2 separate regions of the Mus musculus genome follow, and region 1 is linked to region 2. Evidence: chromatin contacts called from public promoter capture Hi-C data. All regions are on one chromosome and are shown on one strand. Each heading gives the region's core, a stretch centred on a gene start, on an enhancer-like site or on the middle of the called end of the contact. The rest is flanking DNA. Distances are from core to core; before and after follow the strand shown. Region 1 holds the start of Mmp8 (matrix metallopeptidase 8). Region 2 holds the start of Mmp13 (matrix metallopeptidase 13).

The links. Promoter capture Hi-C pulls out the DNA fragments that hold promoters and counts their contacts.
Region 1: a contact with region 2 is called in a promoter capture Hi-C map of pre-B cells. The contact joins the promoter of Mmp8 here to the promoter of Mmp13 in region 2. A contact is called at or near these places in 12 of 39 promoter capture datasets (the C10 cell line, cranial neural crest, embryonic stem cells and 5 more), 1 of 15 datasets of contacts at CTCF or cohesin (the NIH/3T3 cell line), 2 of 484 Hi-C or Micro-C datasets (adipose-derived mesenchymal stem cells and bone marrow-derived macrophages), 1 of 115 datasets of contacts at active chromatin or transcription factors (acute myeloid leukemia) and 3 of 9 other capture datasets (adipose tissue, liver and macrophages).

Annotation. Positions count from the first base shown.
Region 1 is chr9:7,556,029-7,561,929 of GRCm38.p6, reverse strand. It overlaps Mmp8 (matrix metallopeptidase 8), which reads right to left and starts at 3,501. Exons shown (of 10, transcript NM_008611.4): 1 at 3,287-3,501; 2 at 1,260-1,498; 3 at 438-586; 4 at 233-358. The coding sequence starts at 3,394. Gm31751 (a long non-coding RNA gene) reads left to right here. Exons shown (of 4, transcript XR_379096.3): 4 at 3,317-4,758.
Region 2 is chr9:7,271,098-7,277,754 of GRCm38.p6, reverse strand. It overlaps Mmp13 (matrix metallopeptidase 13), which reads right to left and starts at 5,241. Exons shown (of 10, transcript NM_008607.2): 1 at 5,078-5,241; 2 at 4,749-4,990; 3 at 3,714-3,862; 4 at 3,421-3,546; 5 at 1,047-1,208. The coding sequence starts at 5,200. It overlaps Gm31639 (a long non-coding RNA gene), which reads right to left. Exons shown (of 5, transcript XR_379095.2): 5 at 6,247-6,657.

The sequences.
Region 1 (5,901 bases), core at 2,252-4,751, 290 kb before region 2:
AGTAGTGCACGTGCATTTAGGCACTGCAGTGGAAATAAAATTAACATTTAGCTTTTGATTAAAACAACAACATCAACAACAACAAACTTTCAAGGTAATTTATTTTTAAGTAGCAAAAAGTATAAATGATTGATTTGAATTCTATAGCAATGTGAGTAGGTATTCATCCTGACTCTAAGGTGGGAAAGATGAATTTAGAAGCTTCATGTGAATCTAACAATGACCCACTTACTTTTGGAATCTTGAGTCCACGTTTCTTCTGAATCAAAATGAGCATCTCCTCCAATACCTTGGCCTGGTTGAAAGGCATGGGCAAGGATTCCATTGGGTCCATCAAATGGAGAATTGTCACCATGGTCTGAAATGAGATGGTTTGTGGTTAGGCCTTTGCCCAATGTTTCAGGTTAGCTAGAGTAAGCAAATTTCTTTGAGCCTACCTCTTGAGACGAAAGCAATGTTGATGTCTGCTTCTCCCTGTAAGATCTCGGTGAAGGTCAGGGGCGATGCTACACTCCAGACGTGAAAAGCTTTCTCAATTGCTGTTTTCACTTCAGCCCTTGACAGCTGTGGCGTATGGTTTATAATCCTTTGAAAATGAGAAGGAGTAAGAATGGTTTGCTATTATTAGCAACCCCTTTGAACTACACAGTCACTCTATTTTGGAGTACGTTACTTATGTAATGCACTACTACTTGGACAGAGCATCAGGAGGGGTGTATGTCTCAGGGCTGAAGACAGACTGGAGTCTGGACAAGTAACTACTTGTCTTTAAGCCTTGGTGTCCCTGTCCATAAGATGATGATGATACAGTAAGATCTGCCTTATAGGTAGCTGAGGAAATTAAATACACTGTAAGCTGTTAGTTTGTGGGTTAAACATTATACTACACAGAAAGTGAGTATTATTACTGCTGTTACCAAGATATACAGAACAGGGCTAGGTTTTCTTCAGCAATGGTTAAGCCTCTTTTGTACTTAAAAGTAACTGACTAGAAGAGACAGTCTCATGATGGCATAGTCTTTTTAGATTGCTGAAGAGACTCAACGTGGTAAGCTGTAGGGTTGAAAGAACCCCGGGCTCTCTGCTTTCTCAGCCTCAAGCTAGCTTCCAGCTCACATTCTACTCCTCCAAATTTGGTAAGGGCAGGATATCTGTTCATTGGTCTATAGTGGCTTCCAAGTTCTGCAACAATGTCTGAGGTGTCACAGACTGTCACTCACTAGCTGAGTGGATGAATCCCCAGACTCTAGGAATGTCACCTGTAGGTCAGGTTAGTGTGTGTCCACTTGGGACTTCCTGGGGTTAGCAAGAAATCACCAGAGTCAGGCACTCCACATCGAGGCATTTCCATAATCCCCATTGTAGCTGCATCTAACTTCCCAGTCTCTGCTAAGCTGAAGAAGCGCTGCATCTCTTTAAGCTTCTCTGCAACCATCGTGGCATTCCTCGAAGACCGGAATTGATTGCTTGGTAAGTTGTAGAATTTTCGTAGGTAATTCTGATCAAAATAAACACACCAGAGTACTTGCTGTGAAATTGCTCCGGACATTTTGCAATTCTTTCTAAGTTGCCACAGAATGTAAACCAGGACCCGACAGGCAAGGGACAATAACAGAAATTGTGGGAAGGGATAGCTCAGTGGGTCAAGCCTGACAAGCTAAGATTGACCTCACCACCCACACAGTAGAAGGAGAGAGCTGACTCTTTCTTCCAAGTTTACTGTGTTCTGATTACCATATGTGCACTGTGGCATGCAATTCCCTCCCACACTCACGAAAAGAAATTCACTTAATTAAAATAACTTGTAGATTGATTTTGAAAGAACAACGCCATAGAACATTCTCTGCATTCCCTGAGATCTCATGGATTTTTGAATAAAAAACAAAAGTCTTACAACAGGGGAGGAATGAATCCAAGTCACACACCAACTGCTACTATACAGTCCACTACTATACAGCCCGCTACTATACAGTCCTCTACTATATAGTCCGCTACTATACAGTCCGCAGCATGGCTTTTGTTTTAATCAGTACTGGCTTTTAACTATTGTTTTTATATCTGTTGAAGTGTTAGTTATAAAAATGAGGACTTTTCTGCTTAAAAATTCTTTCACTAAATGGAGAGAGGGTTTAATCACCCTCACAGAGAAATGGAGGGTTCAAGAACCAAAGGGAAGGTGACAGTACAGGTCCTGGCTTACTGCAATGGCTTTCAAATGAGAACTGGTCATTTAAAAGATGTTTGGGGCAACAGCAGCATTTCATTTACCAAGATAAGATCTTGTAAGCCACTCTCATTCACAAGTGTTGACATGCCAGTCAATGGTAAGGTCTCTTTACCTTGCCATGTGTAGCCTATGTATATATACTGTGCTTCGTATGTGACTACCTGGTTATTTGGAGGTGACAGAGAGCAGAGCTTGCACTTTGAGATGTGGCAGGTGTGGGCAAATCCCAGCACTGTTCTTTGTCTCCAACATCACAGTCATTGTGATACTTAGAGGAGTGGCACCTGCAAAGTGAACCCAGCCCACCCTCAGTACGAACTTAGGGGCTTCTGTGCCAGGCACAAAAATGATTGCGAGAAAAGAGCAAGAATTATGCTTTCCGGAAATTTCAATACTAAGAAAACTATGAACAAGAAATTGGTGATTACATTCTCTTGCATAAAAAAGTGGCCTTTTTTTATACTATAAAACAAGAGAGATGCTAAACTTCCAAAGTTTAATAAACAGTCCTGGAAAATCTGATTAACAATGTGTTAATTTTAATTAATTATAACCCCCCATTTCCATCTATCGTCTCTATATGAAAGTATTTTTGGCTGCAGAAAACTATCCATACAGGAAGCGGTGGGCAGGTCATAATTTGACCTCCCCACAGCCCCCACCATTTTTTTAGTGTTGGGATACCAGCAAGTATTCTATCACTCTAGCACTGGCCTATAGAGCGTGGAACAACTGGGTTACAGGTATACTGGAAGAGAAAAAATTAGGTAGGCAACTCAGTTCATTTTATAAATAAAATATTCTCTCTGAAAAGGCTCCAGCTGCAGCTGGCCTGACAGTAGTGTTCCTTGGGCTTGAAAACACCCAGCTGTCTTCATGTCTACATTTTCCAGGGCCAGGCCTTGACCACGTGGAGTCTTTCAAGTCTCAGAAAGTGATGCTGAGCCTTGGCAAACCCATGCGAAGAATCTCTTTCTGTCCTTCTAGACTAAGAAGGGAAAGCCACCCTCAGAATTCTGTAACCACCGGCAAATCAACTGTGATAGACAGCCCATTTACCTCAGCAGTTTTTATATTTTTCTCTTCCAGGTGTTCAGGTACTGGGAAGGCATTGGCAAGCTGTGTGTGGAGGAAGATCAGTAATGGAAGTGTCTTCAGGCGAAACATAATCTTATCTTCCAAGACAACCTCTCCTGCCTTCCTCTGCCCCTCTGGCAAGTGCCCTCAAGCTCACAGCATCCCCTGCCAATCACTGCTCTTGTCTGGTCCCTTATAAAGCTACATCTTGAGCAACTTCTGCCTAAGCAGTATGAGGCAACATAGCTAACCGCACTCTGACAGTTCTTCAATGTTAGAATGTGATTTGGAACCTAGAAGTGGGGGAGTCATTCAACAAAGCAAGAGGATGGATCGCTACTTTTGTAAACTGTCAGGGTGAGGTGGCTGGCACGGGGGCTACAGTCTTCCAGTTTCTGTCTGTGTGTAATGAGGAAGTTGTGCTAGTTAATCGGGGCAATATTTTAAGAATGTTCAGCGATCATCTTGGGAAGCGGTGGCACACCTGTAAGACTTCTGTTTCTAAGCCACCACTGCTGCCTGATAGCGTGTGCCAAAGCAGGCTTTGTGTGGGGACCAAAAGCAGCATCTAGAGATGATGGCTTTGTTAGGAAAGTACTTGTCACACAAGCATGAGGGCCTGAATTTGATTCTCAGCATGCAGGTAAAAAACTGAACTTAGTGGTACATGAGTATAATCTCGGTCCTGGTCTGTGCCAGGCAGGGGGTGTTTGCAGCTTATTGGCCAGTCAACCTAGTCTACTTGGTAAGTTCCAGGCTAGTTAGAGACCCTGTCACAAAACAAACAAACAAATCCCACTTACAGCACACACAAAACATGAACATTCACTTTTAAATAAATGCACACGTCCATATACATACGTAAACAGCAGCTTCTGTGTGGCATGACTGCTATAGATGTACTAAAACATTCACTATAAGGTGGGTTTTTCCAGAGAAAGGACAAAGATAGTGATAGTTAAGACGAAAACTAACATCTGTTGTACTTACAATGTTTCAAACATGTTAATGACAACTAAATGCCCTATTCTCATACAGCTTTCAGAGCAACACACTATTGCTATAATTTTGCAGGAGAGGCAGAGGCTGGAAGACTAGGAAAGGCACATGCTCACTTTGCATAGGACTCAAGCCCATGAGTATGGTGAGAGAAACAGAGCCCATCCTATACCAGGCTCTAGTTCATCAACCTGCTATTTGAATCCAGGCTGGACCATCAGTAACTGTGGGCTCACAGCAAGTGGAAAACTTTGGCCTACATCCAGGGACAAAAGGACAAGGGAGAGAAGGAGATAGATGTCTCAGACATCCCCAGAGTGCTAGGAGGGTGAGTGAAGGCTTCCAGATGATGTGGTGACACAGGGCACTGGCTCTCTTCCTGCCTGCCTGTCTTCACGATCTAACTCCTGTTCTTCATTCTTGAAAGAAGTAGTTCACAGACTATGTTTTATTCTCAGCCCCTAAAATGAACTTTAAAAATGAATTTTTTAAAAAATGTATTTTACAAAAGTGTTTAGAACATAAGAGGTTAGGAATATTTTCAATTTGTGATGAACATAGCAAAGGAGAAGCAGAGGCTGGGTATGGAGGTCTGAGCTAAAAAGGAAGCACCTGGCCGTACGTTTCTTCTACAGTCTTCTAGTCCATTCTGGACTTTACTGTTTTTCCTACTTCTCCAGACATGGCAGAATTCTAGAGTAGGGCCTGAGGTAAATGTTCATTATCTGAGTATCTCCACCTGGCTCCCAGGAGAACTTTCATTCTCTCTCTCTCTCTCTCTCTCTCTCTCTCTCTCTCTCTCTCTCTCTCTCTCTCTCTCTCAAGTACAGAATACAGAAATCAACAAAGCTATACATGGAATTCAAAGAGCTTCAGCTCTTCCTGAAACCAGTACTATTGTGGTCGATTATGACTCTGGAACTGTAGCATTTGCAAATTACTTTAGCTGGGAAACCATGTATACACAGTACTTATTTACAGAAATGTTATGACCCAGATGTAACAAATAAATTGCAAAACTAGGAAGAGCAGCAAATACCTAAAGAACAACTCGGGGGATCACAATTATTTGGACTAAATCTACAGATTGCAGAACTGAGAGAAACCATGAAGACATGCAATAAGGCATCAATTGGGTAAGAGCCAAGGAAGAGGAGCTTCAGTTTTTTAAATCGTTGAATTAAGGAAGCATGATTGTAGATTGAAGGGAAAAGCTAAGGCATGATGCCAGAGGTGGTGACTTATAGAGAGAAAGTGGCTGGGAGCTGGCACTGATACTAGTATTATTTGATGGGAGATGAAGGAAAAATGTATTTTTATTTCGTTTTCGTTTTTTTTTTTTTTTTTTTACTTTCCTCCTTTACATAGTATTTTTTCTGTTTTGTTTTGTTTTAAATTTTTATCAGATATTTTATTCATTTACATTTCAAATGTTATCCCGAAAGTCCCCTATACCCTCCCCCCACCCTGCTCCCCTACCCACCCACTCCCACTTCTTGGCCCTGGTGTTCCCCTCTACTGGGGCATATAATTTTTGCAAGACCAAGGGCCTCTCCTCCCATTGATGGCCAACTAGGCCATCTTCTGCTACATATGCA
Region 2 (6,657 bases), core at 3,992-6,491:
GGGTGCCATCTTTCTGTTCTCACTGCTGTCAACTTCTTCAGAATTCTTCTGAACTATAAATGAACATTCTTTGAAGTTGATAATAAAAATCCAAGGTAAACCCAAACCCTGAAACCATTTCTGCCACACGGTAACAGCCTACTATGTACCCTCAGAGAGCACACTTCTCTAAGTCCAGTTCTCCAGATCTCCACACGGATCCTTCTTTGACAATTTCAACAACTATTGATGTCAGTTGACTTTGCTTTACCAGTTTGCCACACTGCAGCTCATCTAGCCATGACCTCTCACATGTTTATAACTTTTCCACAGCTCACATGTTGGGCAGTAACCCCATACTGATTTTCCCTCTACATAATTCTGTCCACAATACCGTGGTCAAAACTTGGTGGAATTAAGAATTACAAAATAAACTTGCAAAGTTCCTTTGCCACCATCACGTTTATGCCTTTAGTCACATAAGCTGTAATAGTCTGTTTTAATCCAGAGGTGTAACAGTGGGCTAGGGTGGTATGAACAAGTTTTCTGAGCTAATTCTCCAAGAGCATTTGTACTGCTGTGAGCAGTGGCTGTAATTCTATTTATGACACAGAACCCAGAAATAACTGTTTGGGTTGACATTTAATTGTTTTGTAAATATTATTGGAAAAATGGATGAAAACAGAGGAAATTCCTCATTGCAGATGTTCATTAAAAACCACCAAAGGCCCACAAGAGGTTCTTCTGGCAGCAAACTGCAATGTTTGAACAATGTCGGAATTTACAAGCGCTGTTTATATTCTCTTCATCATTAGCTCTGCTGCTGTGCACAGAGTCTTTAAACTCAACAGAGGTCAGAAGCTTCATAATTTAAATGGGAATAAGAGTATAAATACAAGGAAGAGCGGCCTGGAAAACAGAAATGAATTGTTTTCTACCCAGACAAGCAGTTTGCTCTCTCATTTTGAAAACATGATAAATGAATTATTAGTGTAGAAAGAAAAGGTACAACTATTTGCCAATGTAACTGTGTTCATCAGTTTTGCAACTGGTAGATTAAGTTTTACCATAAAGAAACTGAATTCCTTGAACGTCATCATCAGGAAGCATGAAATGGCTTTTGCCAGTGTAGGTATAGATGGGAAACATCAGGGCTCCTGGGTCCTTGGAGTGATCCAGACCTAGGGAGTGGCCAAGCTCATGGGCAGCAACAATAAACAAGTTGTAGCCTGTAAGAAAAACAAGAAACAATGAGAAAGCAAGACCCTTTAGTGAGGGGAAGATGAAGGAAACTCTAATCTCTCCATATCTTTTCCTAACTCAGCATCTTACTCTTATAGCTAGTGATCAGTAGCTTAAAGGAAGAGTCAAAGTGTTGATTCGAAATAGTAATCTGTATTACTATAAGAGCTATATCGTTCTCCATAAAGAATCAGTTACCTACAGTGGTATCAACAGCTTTCTCCCAGATAATTAGTAGTCAGTAGAGAATAGAATAGTTCTGATTTTTCTCTGTCTTCTCTAGCCAGGTTAAGTGAGAAGACAGAAATGATCCAGAATCAGCCATATGGGGGTCACATGAGGTCCCACATAGCTTTAGGCTTAGCTTAGAACATTATTCAGAGGGATAATGAACATGCTACTGTATTTCCACTTTTCCTCTAATAACTCTCTGCCAACTTTTAGACTGTTATTTTAAATTGTAAGAGTGCATGGTAAATGGAAAATGCTGGGGATGTATCTCAGTAGTAGAGCATCTGCCTCGTATTCACAAAGGCCCAATCTCCAGCACCACAAAAAGCAATGCCCCAAGACAGATGAGAGGGGGAGCTCGAGCCAGTGTTTTATTTGCTCATTAAATATACTTTGTTATCAGAGCCAATGTGTAAAGAAAATAAACTGACTTGCACTCAAAGGTCACATGGTTGGGATGAACAATAATTATTGCAGTGAATAGTAATTAGTCACTTAACTATTTTTAACCTTCATCTGAAAACTTAAGTCAGATTTTTCCTGTATATATTTTCAATTATTTCAACTAAACATTTCAAACCTGTGATTCATGTAAGAGTCTGAGTCTGGGACTTACTGTGACTTTTAACAATACTAGCTGCTCTTCTCAGGAAACCCACTCTTCTTATGAGATACTAAAAGCATGAATATGTAAACCATCCCCTTCCCCTCCAGAGACAGGTTAAAAGTATTGGAGAGGTGGCATTCATTGTGAATGGGCCAATTTTACTCTCACTTGGGCAGGAACCCACTCATTCATTCATTCATTCATTCATTCATTCTTTACTTATTTACTCTCTTAAATTTTTTGAGACAGAGGCTCCCAATACAACTCAAACTGGACCCAAATTCATGATCTAACTTCAGCCTCCTGAGTGCTGGGATTATAGCTGAACATCAACCATGGCTTCCATTTTATTTAAGTAAATAATAAAAAACAACTTCTATGATGATTGTTCTTAGTTGCTCTAACTCAGAATCTCTCTTGATCCAAAGTTAAATCTTACTTTGAATATTCTGAGGCTGTTCTTGGTAAGTTAATATCCCAATTATTTTGAGCTTTTAAAAACAAGAAGTAGCTGAGAATGGTAGCTACAGAATCACAGATCTAACTACTGAGAGAATTTATTGAACACTTAGTTTCATTTTACTCTCATAAATACAACCACACCTGCACACTAGCTATTTTGAGTAAGATGTCACCTTGTTTTTGAAAAGCAGTGTTTATGAATGAGTGCTGAGTCGGGCAGTGTTGGCACATGCCTTTAATCCCAGCACTTGAGAGGGAGAGGAAGATTTCTGAGTTCGAGGCTAGCCTGATCTACAGAGTGAGTTCCAAGACAGCCAAGGCTATACAGAGAAACCCTGTCTCAAAAAAACAAAAACAAAAACCAAAAACCAAAAAAAAAGTAAGTAAGTAAATAAATAAATGAATGAATGAATGAATGAATGCTGTAGGAAAGTCTGAGACAAGTAACGTGCCTAATGAGGTATAGAAGTTTAACTAGCCTATGCCATTAATATTTCAGCCAAAAAAAAAAAGTCTATTTCAAATAACATCCAATATAGTTGTGGACCATAGCACCAGCCATGATAGTTTTTAGAGATAGATTTATAAAAAACTATATTTCTTTAAACAGCAAAACTATAAACCAAAGAAAGAAACAGAACCATGCCTAAAAGAGAAGATGTTTGACCCCATTTCAAAAAGAATATTCTTGAGGTCATAGCAAGAAATATCATATAATTTATTCATATTTAATGATTTGTACAAAAAAAGTTTGGTGTGGCACCAATTAGCACAAAATATACTTTTGTTATTTTAGAAAGCATAATCAAATGCTAAACACGATTTGCTTGTATGCTTTCTAACTGTGTCAGTGAGACTATATCCAGTAACATGAGCTAAGTCTTTACAAGGAAGATTACCTTTGGAACTGCTTGTCCAGGTTTCATCATCATCAAAATGGGCATCCCCACCATAGTTTGGTCCAGGAGGAAAAGCGTGTGCCAGAAGACCAGAAGGTCCATCAAATGGGTAGAAGTCACCATGTTCTATGCAGACAGCAAGAGTTAGAGTCCCATTATATATACTGTGCCTGACTTGGCAGCTTTTTCAAATGCTTTGAAATTGGTAAATGACTGGTGAAAGGAATAAAAAAAAATGAAAGCAAGGAAGGATTAGTGTATGAGCATGTGTCTAAATAACTCCACACCCTTACCTTTAGTCCCAAAAGATATCATGATGTCAGCAGTGCCATCATAGATTCTGGTGAAATTCAGTGGTGTCACATCAGACCAGACCTTGAAGGCTTTTCTGAAGGCCTTCTCCACTTCAGAATGGGACATATCAGGAGTATAGTTCACAATCCTATTCAACATAGAAAATGTCAGCTAAATTTTGAAAGGTTAAAACTGTTTGTAAAACATACTCTCTTAGGGACTGGTGAGATGGCTCAGTGGCTAAGAGCACTGGCTGCTCTCCCAGAGGTCCCGAGTTCATTTCCTAGCAATCACAAGGTGGCTCACAATCATTCATAGGGCTATAGGGAGATCTGATATCCTCTTCAGGCAGGTGGCTGTATATGCAGCAGAACACTTGTACATTAAATAAATACATTAAACAAACAAACAACATAGAACAAAAAAAGCAAATATACTTTCTTAGAATATTGCTTTTCAACTTGAAATGGCTGCTTTAAAGTTTCCATTAGATATAATAGGTGCTTTAAAAGAATTAAATTCAAGAGTTCTGTCTAATATTTAATCACTGTCAAATAAATAAATACCTTGGCACCTTAAATTTAACATATTAAATATAAATTTGTTGGCAGCTAAAATCTGGCACTGTAGGGTCTGAGGAAAGAGTGGAACCCTCCATCTTCAGGAACATCATCATAAATACAGCAAAAATTTTTTAAATTTCTTCCCTGACTTGTGGTTTCATTTCTACAAGAAATATCTTGAGACACTCACCAAAAATAATGTTGGGGCTAGCATTGAGATAATAGGTCTTACTAATTTATTAGTTTTTTATGTTGACTTACAGAACTCATTTAGAAATACGTGTAATATAAACTTTTTAATTTTGCAGAAAAATGCAATCAGATATTAAATATAAGTTACTTCTGTGCTTCTTAACCTTGTATTAAAGCTAATTCTGAACCGAACCTCCAATTAACTACTCCAGGCCTACTTAACGTCAGACACGTAGAAGAAAAAAGTAACATATGTGAGGGACAGAGCCTCTGCTTTACCTGTAAGTTAAGTTCGTTTGGGACCATTTGAGTGTTCTAGGGAAAACATTGTATTCACCCACATCAGGCACTCCACATCTTGGTTTTCTCATGATGTCTAAGGTGGGATCATCAAGTTTGCCAGTCACCTCTAAGCCAAAGAAAGATTGCATTTCTCGGAGCCTGTCAACTGTGGAGGTCACTGTAGACTTCTTCAGGATTCCCGCAAGAGTCGCAGGATGGTAGTATGATTTCAAGTAGTGCTAGAAAAGAGACCAAAATAACCAGCTTTTAAGAGAATAGGGATTTGAGAAATGCACTACAGTGCCATCCTTGGCAGAATACAGTACCTCTGCAAACACAAGGTCTTCCTCAGACAGGTCATCATCATCATCATCACCATAGGGAAGGGGCAGGGACCAACAGGGAGTCCAGCTCAACAAGAAGAAGGTGGCCAGGATAGCTGAATGCATGGTGCCCAGCAGTGCCTGGAGTCTCTCCTTCCCAGGGCAAGCATCTTCTATTTTATAGCATGATAGTGATGAGTCACCACTTTGGGGTGTGTGTTAACTTCCTAGTGAGGCGAAGGTAAACATGCTTACATGGTATTTTTTTTTCTTCCTAAGTGTGGTTTGTGGCAGAATCTGAGGGAAATGGAAAATGAAGGCATCTCTACTTTCAGTGGGGGAATATCAAAACTCATCTGGCAAAATAAACAGCCTCAGCATTTTCATGGATATAGTGGGGAGAAGCAGCAGCTAGTATATTTTTCACTTCACTGGACAAAAATGTTGTCTTCCTTTTGTAGGGAAAACAGCTACTCTGAGTTTTTCAGGTAATAATAATAGCAAAGTAAAATGTTTGTTCCTGTAAGGAAAGACAAAGTTCTGTCCACAAAATGGTTATAGGTTGATGAGTTCTCAACTCTATTCTGTCTTGAGCAGCAACAGTGAGAATCCTTGCTGTATTTCCTTGAAGGCCTCAGAAATGTATAAGAACCAAGCTTGAGGTCTTTAAGACACTGTAGATGATTGAGTCCTGCCACAGACCACCGCAGTCGGGTATGGGGGTCCCTGGAATGAGGGTCCTTGAAGCGAGGTGGGTAAGGATTCAGTGGTGACAAACAGAAACAAACACAGAGGCAGTTTGAATCTGAGTGTATTCTGCAGCTCTCAAGCAGGGGGTTTTATACATTAAAAACTGAACATTACATTTCTTAGAAACTGTATCCAGTGAAACAATCACAAATACCAACAAAAGTCATCTGACACAGTAAAGCACAAAAATCATCCAAGCATTACAACTCTGAAACTATGTATTCAGTGAATCACAAACAGAACTGGTAACATCATTATAAATCATCAAAATATAACAATTCTAAAAGAATGTATTCAGTGGGAGCTGTCGTCCAAGGCTAGTGGTATATTTCCAGGAGCAGGTTAATAGATCTTTAATGGGCTGAACTAACTTTCTAGCCCCATGGTCAATTATTATTTAACATCTAGTGCCTGTCTTTTTGTAATCTTCAATGTATAAATTTGAACTATTTTAATTCTTTCTAATTAAGGCTTTCTTTACCATATCTCAAAATCTACCTCCAATGACACATGTGTAGTCATATGAAATTTTATTGTTGGGAAAATTTTTATCATAATAGTTTTGTAAATGATTTGGAAAGTAAAGCGTTGGTTTCCCTGGGGATAAGGTCATCTTAGTGGCCCCATCTCTAGGAGTGGTTTCTTACCCATTATTCTCAATTAAGATCTTGGCCTAGGCTACCAGGAACATGTAAATAAGAAAAGGAATAAGAGAAAGCAAAACAGATAGATTGCCATGAGAACTACAGCTCAATCATTTTTCTCTGGCAAAGAGTTCCACAACCAGTTCCAAGAGGCCTCCCCCTTTTGAGGTCAATCGCCTCAGTTTGTGG